3 separate regions of the Mus musculus genome follow, and regions 2 and 3 are each linked to region 1. Evidence: chromatin contacts called from public Hi-C and HiChIP or PLAC-seq data. All regions are on one chromosome and are shown on one strand. Each heading gives the region's core, a stretch centred on a gene start, on an enhancer-like site or on the middle of the called end of the contact. The rest is flanking DNA. Distances are from core to core; before and after follow the strand shown.

What was found. Hi-C and Micro-C count contacts between places; a contact is called where the count stands out from the background. HiChIP or PLAC-seq counts read pairs in DNA pulled down with a chosen protein or histone mark.
Region 2: a Hi-C map of rod photoreceptor shows a contact between it and region 1, with 2.6 times the contacts expected there. The contact joins two enhancer-like sites. A contact is called at or near these places in 12 of 39 promoter capture datasets (the 3T3-L1 cell line, the C10 cell line, the HPC-7 cell line and 7 more), 1 of 15 datasets of contacts at CTCF or cohesin (the NIH/3T3 cell line), 26 of 484 Hi-C or Micro-C datasets (ECoMG myeloid progenitors, Th2 cells, bone marrow-derived macrophages and 16 more), 10 of 115 datasets of contacts at active chromatin or transcription factors (acute myeloid leukemia, bone marrow-derived dendritic cells, double positive thymocytes and 4 more) and 3 of 9 other capture datasets (adipose tissue, liver and pancreatic islet).
Region 3: an H3K4me3 HiChIP or PLAC-seq map of embryonic basal ganglia shows a contact between it and region 1, with 3 times the contacts expected there. The contact joins two enhancer-like sites. A contact is called at or near these places in 9 of 484 Hi-C or Micro-C datasets (the C10 cell line, CD8 T cells, bone marrow-derived macrophages and 6 more), 7 of 115 datasets of contacts at active chromatin or transcription factors (bone marrow-derived macrophages, cardiomyocytes, embryonic basal ganglia and 3 more) and 1 of 9 other capture datasets (embryonic stem cells).

Annotation. Positions count from the first base shown.
Region 1 is chr6:137,469,041-137,472,984 of GRCm38.p6, reverse strand. No RefSeq gene overlaps it. Among named protein-coding and RNA genes, the nearest start is that of Eps8, 180 kb to the left of the region's middle. Within about 2 kb of position 1,629, at least 156 of the 459 cell types and tissues checked have an H3K27ac peak or open chromatin away from gene starts, as enhancers often do. A contact at or near this core is called in embryonic basal ganglia and rod photoreceptor, where this site is marked.
Region 2 is chr6:137,661,546-137,665,574 of GRCm38.p6, reverse strand. No RefSeq gene overlaps it. Among named protein-coding and RNA genes, the nearest start is that of Eps8, 14 kb to the right of the region's middle. Within about 2 kb of position 1,889, at least 9 of the 459 cell types and tissues checked have an H3K27ac peak or open chromatin away from gene starts, as enhancers often do. A contact at or near this core is called in rod photoreceptor, where this site is marked.
Region 3 is chr6:137,697,939-137,701,478 of GRCm38.p6, reverse strand. No RefSeq gene overlaps it. Among named protein-coding and RNA genes, the nearest start is that of Gm38915, 3.4 kb to the left of the region's middle. Within about 2 kb of position 1,833, at least 5 of the 459 cell types and tissues checked have an H3K27ac peak or open chromatin away from gene starts, as enhancers often do. A contact at or near this core is called in embryonic basal ganglia, where this site is marked.

The sequences.
Region 1 (3,944 bases), core at 380-2,879:
AAGGGAGGACAGGTTGTGTTTGGGCTCTCAGTTTGAAGAGGTATGATCCTTCCTGGTGGAGAAGGCATGGCTGCAGGAGAGGGAGGCAGCTGGTAACATTGTGTTCCAAGTGAGAAAACAGATGAATGGGGTATTTGCCTTAATTTTCCCCCTCCCTACCCCCCCTTTTTTTCCTTTACCAGGATTCTGGCTCATGAGAGGACACCATCAACCTTCACAGTGGCTCTTCTCTCCAGCACCCTCAAAGACACACCCCGAGCTGTGTCTCCTAGGTGACACTAAGTCTGATCAGGTTGACAATGATGGGTAATGATGACATTAGGCATGGGTAAGACTAGGAAATCCAGTCCTGCATCTTAGCCATCCTGTTACCTCTTCAGAGAATGTCATCTGGCTGATAACCCTCTTTCTTTAAAGTATACATGATATAACGTGCCAGCAACCAGGACCAATCTTCGCTAACCCATTCAGTCTACCCCGATGGCAGGACAGCAACGGAAGAGAAATGCATTTGCTGTGAGAGACTATGAGGCTGTTTATCCAGTAAGCTCAGTTTAAGGATCCTGCTCAGCTCTTGGGAGGCAGGCAGTGAAAGGGCTTATTAAGCTTGCATGAATGGAGTGAAGAGAGCTAGCGATCCGACCTCAGGCTCAGGCAATTGCCGTGGCTGTTTCCTGGCTCATGGAGCTCAGCCTGTGCAAAGTGAGAAGGTACCTCTTATGAATAATCCAGTAGCCTGCAGTCAGTACACAAGAGCAGAGTAAACATGGGGAGACAGCGTGAGGATGTCTACTGGCTCATCTTCAAGAGCACGCTACCAGAGGGCGGGATTCACATGTTGAGAGAACTCATTCATCTTGCAGCCATAAAACATAAAGCACGGGAAGATGGCTACTGCTGTTTTATGCTTGAATGGTGGAACAATGGATTTACAGAACACAAATGAAGACAGCTCTTTTAAATCGCCTTGTTGTGTCCAACTTCTTTTTATTTTTTTTTCCGAGACAGGGTTTCTCTGTGTAGCTCTGGCTGTCCTGGAACTCACTTTGTAGACCAGGCTCCTTGAACTCAGAAATCCACCTGCCTCTGCCTCCCAAGTGCTGGGATTAAAGGCATGCGCCACCACTGCCGGCTGTTGTGTCCAACTTCTTGTCGAATTTGTTCAACTGACCTCGAATTTAGGAGGTATTTTACAAACGAGGCCTTAGTCTTCTGAAGTTGTCCACACCAAGCCCAGCAGAGGTGGGGGGTGGGGGGTGCTACACGGGGGGGGGGGGTCGGGGGGAAGGCAGGGGCAGATCTAGTAGATTGGAACGCTCACAGTAAATGTGCCTGGGAGGAACTGAATGCAGCAAGCAGGGGGGCAGGAGAGGAGCAGGGGACACCTTTACCCTTAGGATATCATGCCAGAAGTCTCAGTGAGTGACAGATTTGGAGAACCATATAGAACATGCTTAGTCCTGTCAGGCTCTTGCCTGATGCTCTCTACAATCAACTCTGTGTTCTACCACAGCCCCTGAAAGGAGATAACGCTACTTTTGTATGTGAGAACACTCGCGCTCTGAGATAGCAGGTGACTCTGCCGACCGAGCTGTTCAGTTATTCAGCTCTGCATCCGCAAACTGCCGGGCTCGGTGCCAAGGGCTTTCCATTTAATCCTCTACACAGGGCTGTGGAGGAAGCCTTTAGTGTTCCTGTTACCAAACAAGGAAACTGGTTCATAGGAGGATTAAGTGACATTCACAAATGGGGCCTGCTTACCCCAAGCCTCTACTCTTAACTTGACCCAGGCATGTTTACACAGTAGGGTTGCACAAATTGGCTTCCTCTTAGAAGCAGGGAGCTTTGTTGGCTAGTTAGTTTTGATTCATTTATTTATTGTTTTCAGACAAGGCCTCAAGGAGCGCAGACTGGCCTTGAGTTTGCTACACACTTCTGACCCCTCCTGTTTCTACTTCCTGAGTGCTAGGATTACAGGCATATGTTGGCACATCCAGACTAGACGGAGACCAAAAGCAGGGCTTCATACATACATAAGGAAGTAAGTACTTTAGCATCTCGGCTAAATCTTCAGCCAGCTGTGAGCTTTTAAAAAGAATGTTGGTGTTGGCACGGTGCATCCACACAAGTGGTTTGCACAACTACAGTGTAAATCAGGCCCCAGCATTGCTCTGTAGAAAACCTCTCCCCATGGGTTGCTGGGCACACTGAATGCATGCTGAACAGTATATGCTAGCAGAGAGTTAAAGTTCAAAGCCGAGCCTGGGTAAACACGTCTGTAATTAATATTCCAAAGCCAATGACCATGTGGGGTATTGCCCTGGAGAAACAGAGCCCACCTAGTCCAGGCATTGGGGGTTTGTTTGTTTGTTTGTTTTTAAACCAATCTATTAAAGAAGCTCTGAGTGGCTCTTGGAGACCGTAGAACGCTAACCTAAATTGAAATTATGTGACTAATATATCCTAAATTAATCCAGGAATTGTTTTTAGATGCATATGATTCTTTAAAAGCTCCGTGTGGTTTAAAAACATGTCACACCCCAAGTTCATACACTGAACTCCACCTTCAGTGTTATAATTAGGAGTTGGGGCCTTGGGAAGTAATTATGTCATGAGAGCCCTTATTACTGGGATTATTGCCGCTGTTTAAAAGCCCCAGATAGCTCTGACTTTCTATGCCATTTAAGATAAAGCAAGAAGCCAGTGACTGGAGCTCACAAGAACTGGCCAGATGTCTGGCCAGCAGTCTGTGAGAAATGGAACCTTGTAGTTTATTACCTACTCAGTCTAGGCTACCTTGTTATAGAACCCTGAGCTGACCATGATGTGGTGAGCGATGCTCTATGACCTGACATCTCATACACTATACAACAGAGTCACTGTATCTGCAATGTTCTATAATGCTACACTGCTGACCATTCACGCTTTGCTTTATGCTTTATAGAATTTCTGTTTAAAGGCAAGAGATTATAATATGTCTGGGAGATCAAGGAGCCCTCCTAAGGCTGCGATTTTTTGTATTTGTTTCTTAAGATGGTTTGCTTTTTAGTTCTATTTTTTTTTATTTAGAATACCTTTAGGAATTCCATACATTGTATTTTAATCATTCTCCACACCTTCCCCAATTCCTCACAGGTGCCCACTCTAACTCCATAGCCACCGTCCTTGAGTCCTCTTTTGTAAATGTATTCTGAATTTTGTGCCTATATGTGTGGGTGTGTGCACACGAGTGCAGTGCCAACCGAGGCCAGAAGAGGGCATCAGATGCCCTGAAGCTGGGGTGATAGGTGCTTGTGTGCTACATGGTTTGGGTGATAAAAACTTGAACTGAAGTCCTCAGGAAGAGCATCCAGTACTCTTAACTGATGAGCCATCTTACCATTCCATGCTTTGTGCCTTGACTGCCGCAACAGGTACAACTCCTACTTTTGACAGCACTTAGGATTTTCTGAATGTTCTTAGAACTGAAGAACAGGTTTGTGTCCTCTTGGCTTTGTGCTCCTGTCCCAGGCTGGGCCTCCTTACCATGGCAGATTCAGCATAACCTACTGGGTTCCTGCATATTGCCTGACATCTTCAAAGCTCACCGCTTCCTGTGTGCTGGGGCTTCCACGGATGTGGAACCACCATGACGTGTAGTAACCCAGGAATCTGCACCACAGACAACAGCCTTGTGTGCATCCTTCTGGATCTCCTGAGAATTTGGACTTAGTGAGAAGCGTTGGAAAGCAATAGCAGCAGCACAAACACTAAGAGAAACGTCTATTTCTATAATAACGCTTATCTGCTAAAGATACACTTTTAATCTGTGGCCTTTCCCTCCATCCTTGGTTTGCATCGTGGGTTAACTTTACATGGTTGTTTCACCTTGAATCTTTCTTTTGAGAACTTTACCAGTTACATATCATTGTCCTAAAAAAAAAATACTCCATTAGCTGATGTCA
Region 2 (4,029 bases), core at 640-3,139, 190 kb before region 1:
GTAGCTGTTTAGAACTTTCAAAACATCTGGAAAACTACTCAAGCAAATAGAATCATGTCCATTAACAAAACAGATGTTTTCTACTGTGACGGGAAAACAGGACTTATTTATTTTTTCGTTTTTAAATATGTGTTTCATATGGTCCAACTCCACCTTAGAATGCGTTCTACCTCTTTAAGGGTCTGGGGACCACAGTGTTCTTAGGGGCTATGCAAATGTCAATGTGCTCATGGCCACTTAGGTGTTTGAATGCCAATGTTTTCTAATAATATATATCTTTTGAACTTAGCACCAGAAAAACACGTTTAAAAGTCTAGGGTGACTTTGCAAACTCTCAGCCAAAATGTTAGAGTCTGGATTAAAATCATTTGGTGCTTTGGCAAGACTCTTGGAGTCCTGAGTGAGAAGCCAGTAATCAGAACACAGCAGAATAGCCCGAGAGCCACTGGGGCTCATTTTGCACAGGAAAAAAAAAGGAAGTTTATTTCCACTGACCACTTGGAAAGAGTCTCAAAGGTCCTAGGAAACAAGTGTTGTCAAAAACCCAGAGAGAATTGTGTCCCAGCAACCCAGCAAATGAATCCATTCGAAGCTCATTGAGGGGACATTTCCCTTTTACAAATGAATGTCCCACAAACTTAACTATTAGGCTACATGAATCACATATTCTAGGTTATTTCTTCTGTTCTTTTTCAAACGAGGTAAACTTGTTAAAAGGCAATCTCATTGTATTGTTCAGGCTAGCCCCAAACTCCTGGAATCATAGGAAGGCACTTCAGCCTTTCAAAGTAGCATGCAATGGCACACCTGGCTAAAAACATATGGACACCAACAAACAAAAGCATTTGTATTAGTTGTCTGTCAAGTGTTTAAAGCTAGAATATTCCATGGCCAGCTATGCTGAGACACACCTACCATCCCAGTGTTCTGAAGGCAAAGGCAGACACAGCAGGTGTTCAAGGGCAGTCTCTGGCTAAGAGCAATTTTGAAATAAGTGGGGCAACATGGAGACCCTGTCTCAAAAAAAAAAAAAAGGAAAGTCTACATTCAATAGAACATTTTTTATAGTTTAGAAATTAGTGAGGGTTTTTTTGTTTTTTCATTCTTTTAACCAAGAAAACCAGAAATGCAGAACGGCTTTTCTACTGCAACGGGTACAGTAAAAATAATTTGTCCAATAGTGAAATGGAAGACCACTTAGCTTGATAATGGATCGGACTGGTGTGAGCCCATAGGGTGGTCAATATTTTAAAACACTGTCCATGTAGAGAGAAGTCCTTAGCCTATCTCGCATCATTGCAGAGCACACCAAGTCCATAGTTTCAAAAGATCATCCTGAAGGATGCTGATCACCGTCTGAGTGGGAGATAGTAGGACTTCTATTTCTAGTGAAGTGTTATCTGCTGGCAGAACAAGTATCTTGTCTCTTCATAATGGGCACTGCTCTGATGAAGAACACAGCACGATGGAAGCCCTGTGTGCTCAGCCCACCTCAGCCTGGAGATTATTCCTGCCGGAATACCTGTTCCTAGGAATGCTGGAGTGTGGACCCAGACATGATGCGTGTGGGGGTGGACAGAGGTGACTGTTGACAGACACAACTTATTTCCTACTTCTTGGCATAATAACTCAATTTATGATAGCATGGCCGTTTCTGCTTATTCTTATTCTTGTTTGGAGCTAGCTCATCAGCAATTTTAGAAAGAATGCAGGTGTTTTAATTATCACCCCACTGTAGGGAGTTGTGAGCAAGAAAGATACCACAGTTTAGAGAAGAAAATAAAGAGCTTTCTATGAAGATTATTTGCATTTGTCTAGGAGATAATTCTGTGCATCTTTGCTCTGAGCACTGCCCAGAATAGAAATGAATACGCAGCAAAGACTGGCTAAGTCCAGAGCTTTCTAATTCCTTCTGAGACACAGCTCCCAAGCATAACTTTATCTTGTTTGAAGTGGTATGAATTTCCCAAATTGGACATCTAACAATTTTTTTTTTTTAAAGATTTATTTATTATATGTAAGTACACTGAAGCTGTCTTCAGACACTCCAGAAGAGGGCGCCAGATCTCGTTACGGATGGTTGTGAGCCACCATGTGGTTGCTGGGATTTGAACTCCTGACCTTCGGAAGAGCAGTCGGGTGCTCTTACCCACTGAGCCATCTCACCAGCCCAACAATTTTTATTAAATATAAAAATGCTCCCCAAAGTAAGAAAAAATGAGTTCCATATATTTATTTAAATCATACTAATTATTGTTTATATGGTTTATGTGTTTGTATCTGTGTGTATTTGTGTGTATGTGTGTGTGCACCAGAGAGAGAGTGTGTGTGAGAGTGTCTGTGGGTGTGTGTGGACACGCCCTTTTACCTGGGTTCCAGTGGATGGGACTCAGGTCATCAGACTTGCATGGAAAGCCATTTCCCTCACTGATCCATCTCACTTGCCCGATGTCTGTATCTTTTGTAGCTGATCTCATCATGATTACACTAGGGATGAGTCAAACACTGTTGTTGTGGGTATAGGGGGTAGAAATGGGCAAAGGGCTGAGGGAAGGGCATGTGTGTGACTTGGGGACAGACTCTGGGAGCCAGCTGCGTGATAAGCCGGCACAGGGGAAGCAGGAGGCCCGCTGTAACACCCGACACTGAGATGTTCCTGCCACAGATGCTCACAGGAGGATGGAGACATGGGGAAGACTTCGGGCAGCAGAAGAGCCGAGGCATTTCAGGGCACAGGGTAGAGAGAGCAGGGCAGCAAGGAATACCCGCTACTACCTTGACTTAGTACTTGACTTACTCTCCTCAGTGTGTCCTTATGGCTCTGTCTTTTGTTTCTTGCACTCAATCCTTCCCCTCTGTAGGAGATGAGCAGAATGCAAAGGAGGAAAGATAACGAGAGGGATGTGACCGATGCCATCCTCACTCTTTTCCAAAAATCTTGGGAACGCAGAAGGGTGCCGTTAGGCCGTATTCCCAAGACTACAAACACCTCATGTTCCTGCTCAGAACTGAAAATGCCACGGAAGGCTGGAGATGTAGCTCACTGGTATGGTGCTTGCTTAGCATCTAAGAAGCCCTGGGTTCATTCCCCAGTCCCATTGAAACAAACAAACAAACAAACAAACAAACAAACAATAAGTGCCCCAGCCCGGATGGGATCCACCGAAAGCTTGTGGATTGTAAGAAATTTAGAGCCCTTGGGTTTCTATTTAAATGTCTTTTTAAGAGTGTGTGGTTTTGGTTTTTTCAAGTTGAATCGTCCCCTTGGCTCCGTGAAGCATTTCAGAGTTGTGGAATAGTAACCACGATGCTGAAGGAGGCTGTGTGTCTCCAGCCGGCCCCCTCATTTTCCCTCAGCACTTGTTGAGTGGGATGTAAATAGAATTCACTCATCCCGCGTGCTTCACACTTGCTCCCCGAAAACACAAAACAGCTTCTGCCGCTCCTGGTGGCTTAGTTACTAGACCATCCTTTGCCACATCTGCCTCTCCGCCTCTTCCCCGTTGTCTACAGAGTGGCTCTTCCATTGCATTTAGTGATCGCAAAAGCACCATCTTCCTTTGGAAGTTGGGGGACTGGGTTCCAATCTAGACACTCTCTCTGATGGAGAGTTCCCCCCTCTGTGCCTCATCGGGATAGCAAGGGCTAGAGACAAGACTGGGTGGGCAGAATGTTAGGGTGGCAATCTGCAGTGCTCCATGAACCAGGCACAGAAGTGTGTGCCTGTAACCACAGCAGTGGGGTGATGGAGGCAGGGGGATCAAAAGCTCAAAGTCACCCTCAGTGAAACAGTGAAGTTCATTCGGAGCTGTTTAAAACAGACACCACACCCCCACCCGCACATGCATGCGCGCATGCGCGCGCACGCACATACAGAAACTCCGGAGAAACACACAGAAGCGACACACACATCCGTACACACAGCAAATAAATATACATTTTTTTTTAATGTAAAGACACTCTGTGCTCTTAAGGTGTATTCTCTTAGCATCTCTGCAGAATTACTCTCACTCAGCTCCACAGTTCCTT
Region 3 (3,540 bases), core at 584-3,083, 230 kb before region 1:
TACATCATCTCTGCCAGAGGTCCATTGGGATCCCCAGTAACCGGGGGGGGGGGGGCTGTGTTCTGATAGAGATTGAGGAAGAATTGCTTCTAAGCTCACACAGTATATTAGCAGAATCTGTCTTTCTGGCCATTGAATTGAAGGTGTTCTGCTGCTGCTGCTGCTGCTGCTGCTGCTGCTGCTGGCTAGTGGAAGGAAAACTCTCTCACCTGTCCCTGTTCACAATGGAGTCACAATGCTTGACTGTCAAGACCAGTGAATGAGAGAATCCCCCAAATCCAGTGTCTGCTAAGACTAGATCTTTTGGTTTTTGATTTTGTTTTGTTTTGTTTTGTTTTGTTTTGTTTTGTTTTGTTTTGTTTTGTTTTGTTTTGTTTTGCTTTGCTTTGCTTTGCTTTGCTTTGCTTTGTTTTGTTTGAGACAGGGTTTCTCTGTGTAGCCCTGGCTGTCCTGGAACTCACTTTGTAGACCAGGCTGGCTTCGAACTCAGAAATCCGCCTGCCTCTGCCTCCCAAGTGCTGGGATTAAAGGCGTGCGCCACCACACCCGGTTTAAGACTAGATCTTATCTGATGTCTAATCCCAAGAATAGCATCCTCTCAGCATCCTTGTTTATTAGGGTCAGTAAAAGTCACATTTTCATCTCACACACAAGGAGCAGAGTTTCTAAAAGTAGTCGCTGAAGGTCATGTTATAATGTGTCCGTTACCAAAAGTGCTCAGTATTGTGGAAGAATTTTTAAATTAAGTGGATTTTTGAGAGTTCAGGGAACAGAACATTTGTCTGGAGCATTATCAAGGGTGCACTTTGGACAGCAGAGTCCACAAAAATGCCACCCAGTGGTTAAGACAGTATCCTTCAAACCCCAGATCTGACATATCACTGGAGGCTGAATCCTAGCTGTGTCCTGGATCTACTGCAACTTAACTTTTCCTTGCCTCAGTTTCCCTCTTCTTGAATTAAAGATGATGATTATATGCATCTCTGGGGTGAATATGAGGAGTAGGGAGGCACTGTGGTGACCAAAGCCAAGGGTACCATAATAGCATTAGCCGGTGATTTCTACCACTGTTTATTTACTTCTTGATGAATCTGATATCTACTATTCACCTACTTACTTAAATCTTGTGTCAAGCTTAGGTGTCTTTCCGCCATTTTCTTTTCATGGTATACTTTCTCTAACAACTGTACTGAGATGTAATTGTTGTCACTCGCACAGGAAGTTAGATATGTGCAGGGGTACCACCATCAGGATCAAGATAGCTATCAGAGCCAGTCAACTTGACAGATTTCAATGTATTTGTGAGTGTGTGTGTGTGTGTGTGTGTGTGTGTGTGTGTGTGGTGTTTATGCTAAGAAGTATGTACTAGCATAGAAACTCATTTAACAGTGTTAAGTGAAAGGAACCATTGTGTTACTTTGTAGAGCAGATCTGTAAAATGTACACGTCTCAAAATTTTCTATCATTAAGCAACAGCTTATGGAATTTTATATCATTAAAGCAACAGCTTCGCATTTCCCACTGCCTCTGGCTCTCACAACCATAGCATAGCGTTTGCTGCTCTAAGTTGACCTGGAAACCCTTCATGAACAAAGCCACACAATGTCTATGCTTCTGTGACTGGCTTATGAGGTTTCTCTCATGTGGGGATTTGGTATAACCTATCCACGTGAAGATCTGGAAACGCCTAACCGTGTGAAGTCTGATAAGGGCCATCCATGTGGGGATTCGGCACAGCCTGTTCATGTGAGGCGCTGCTACATCCTCTCCATTTTTAACAGCTCCCTCTCTATGTATTCGGTGGGGTGATGTGGTTATTCTGTGTTCTCTCATCATTATGCCAATTATACTTTTCAAACACTTTTAATTTGCAGTCTGCTAATAGGACTCTTGAGGAAAGTGAATGTTAATTAGGTCTCCAGTGACACATTTTAATTATACGTCTCATTCTGTAGCTGAGGTTCAATGGTAGACTGTGGTAGGGGGCAATCAACCATGGTGAACAACTGTATGGTCTGTAGTTATGTCTGTGGTAGCAGAAGACCTTGGGAATTTTCCTAGTCTGGATGTTAGAAGGAAGGAGACTTAAATTTACTGAATTAAATCGAGTTCTGTTTCGTTCTACCCCAATTATCTGGAAGTAAAATGAGGAAAACTTCACTCTCTATTCTGAGGCTTCAGAGTTGCTAGGGAAACAAGGCGCTTACAAGTTAGACAGACATAACAGAATATGTGATGAGGCAGCATCAAATTTGGTTATCTGAGAGATATGAGAATCCACAACATGTCTTTTTGTCACATTAGTTTAGTCCATGCCTGTTCCCGTGGGAGTCAATTCTGTCTTTCCAGCAATGGGGGTGCAGGAATCAAACTCAGGTTGTCAAACTTGGCATCGAGTGCCCTTATCCAGTGGATTATTATTATGCCAGACTGAGATTTCAAAGAAGAGAGAGCAGACTGGGAAGAGCACGCTAGAGCGACCCCAGATAGTGTTGGGTTGGTGGATTGACCCAGAGAAACTGAGTGCTGTGGAAACATTCAGGCTTGGATAATATCTCCAACACGGGTTTGCTTTAACTTTGATCATACTCTGTTTCCAAGACAGTAAGGGGTGACAAATGAAGGCTGTTTACTACTAGAGGACGAACACACTGGACTGCTATTCACTGTGAGCTATTCTGATCGTCATAGTCCAAAAGCATGGATATTACACTGTTTGCTTGAAATATATGGAAAATAATGACACATGAGGGATGGCCAATACCACAGACAAGATGTTCATACCAGTTCTAATTTTCTAGTTTTTTTTGTTTGTCAGTTTAAGGAAAACCTTAGTAATGATTTTCCCCCAGCCTTTATACACTAAAAAAGTGAAGCTATCCTAACATATAGTTACAAATAAACACAAAGGCAAGGGTAGAGAATATTAATTTCCCATTATCTCAAGAATGTCACAAAGTATAAAATATTTCCTCTTGTCTTTGAAGTATATCTGTTCTGAGGCACTCTGGGATCAACAATTTCTTTTAACTTCTACAATAGAGCTGTGAGGGGAAAATCATGGTTTACACATAGCTCCATTCTATTGAGTGACCCATTTGCAAAGCCACATTTCACTATGTGTGACAAGAGAAAGCATTTTAAATGGCTATTTATAGCTGGTGTTATATCATATGGGGCAATATTATTAGTCGAAAAAGCCAGTAATTGAATGTTGTAATTCATTCATTTATGACCTTACCATTTTGCAGCATTTTTAATAGCAATTTCTTTTACAAGCTATTACAAGTGGGTTGAAAGCTGGTTAGATATTCTTAAGAGTAGAAGTCTACTTCTCCCAGCTATAAATTCTTTATCTAGTAAACACAAGTTCATCTTGTGAGCTCAGAATAGGGAACTGAGCTTCTCTTAGGCTGTTTAGTTCATCTTGAATGTATCTCCTTTATAACTGAAGGAAGAACCATGCTTGTAAACGCTCCCTGAGCCCTTGAAAGCATCAGCAAGCACTGCTACCAGGAATCCATCCTGTACATAGCCCTG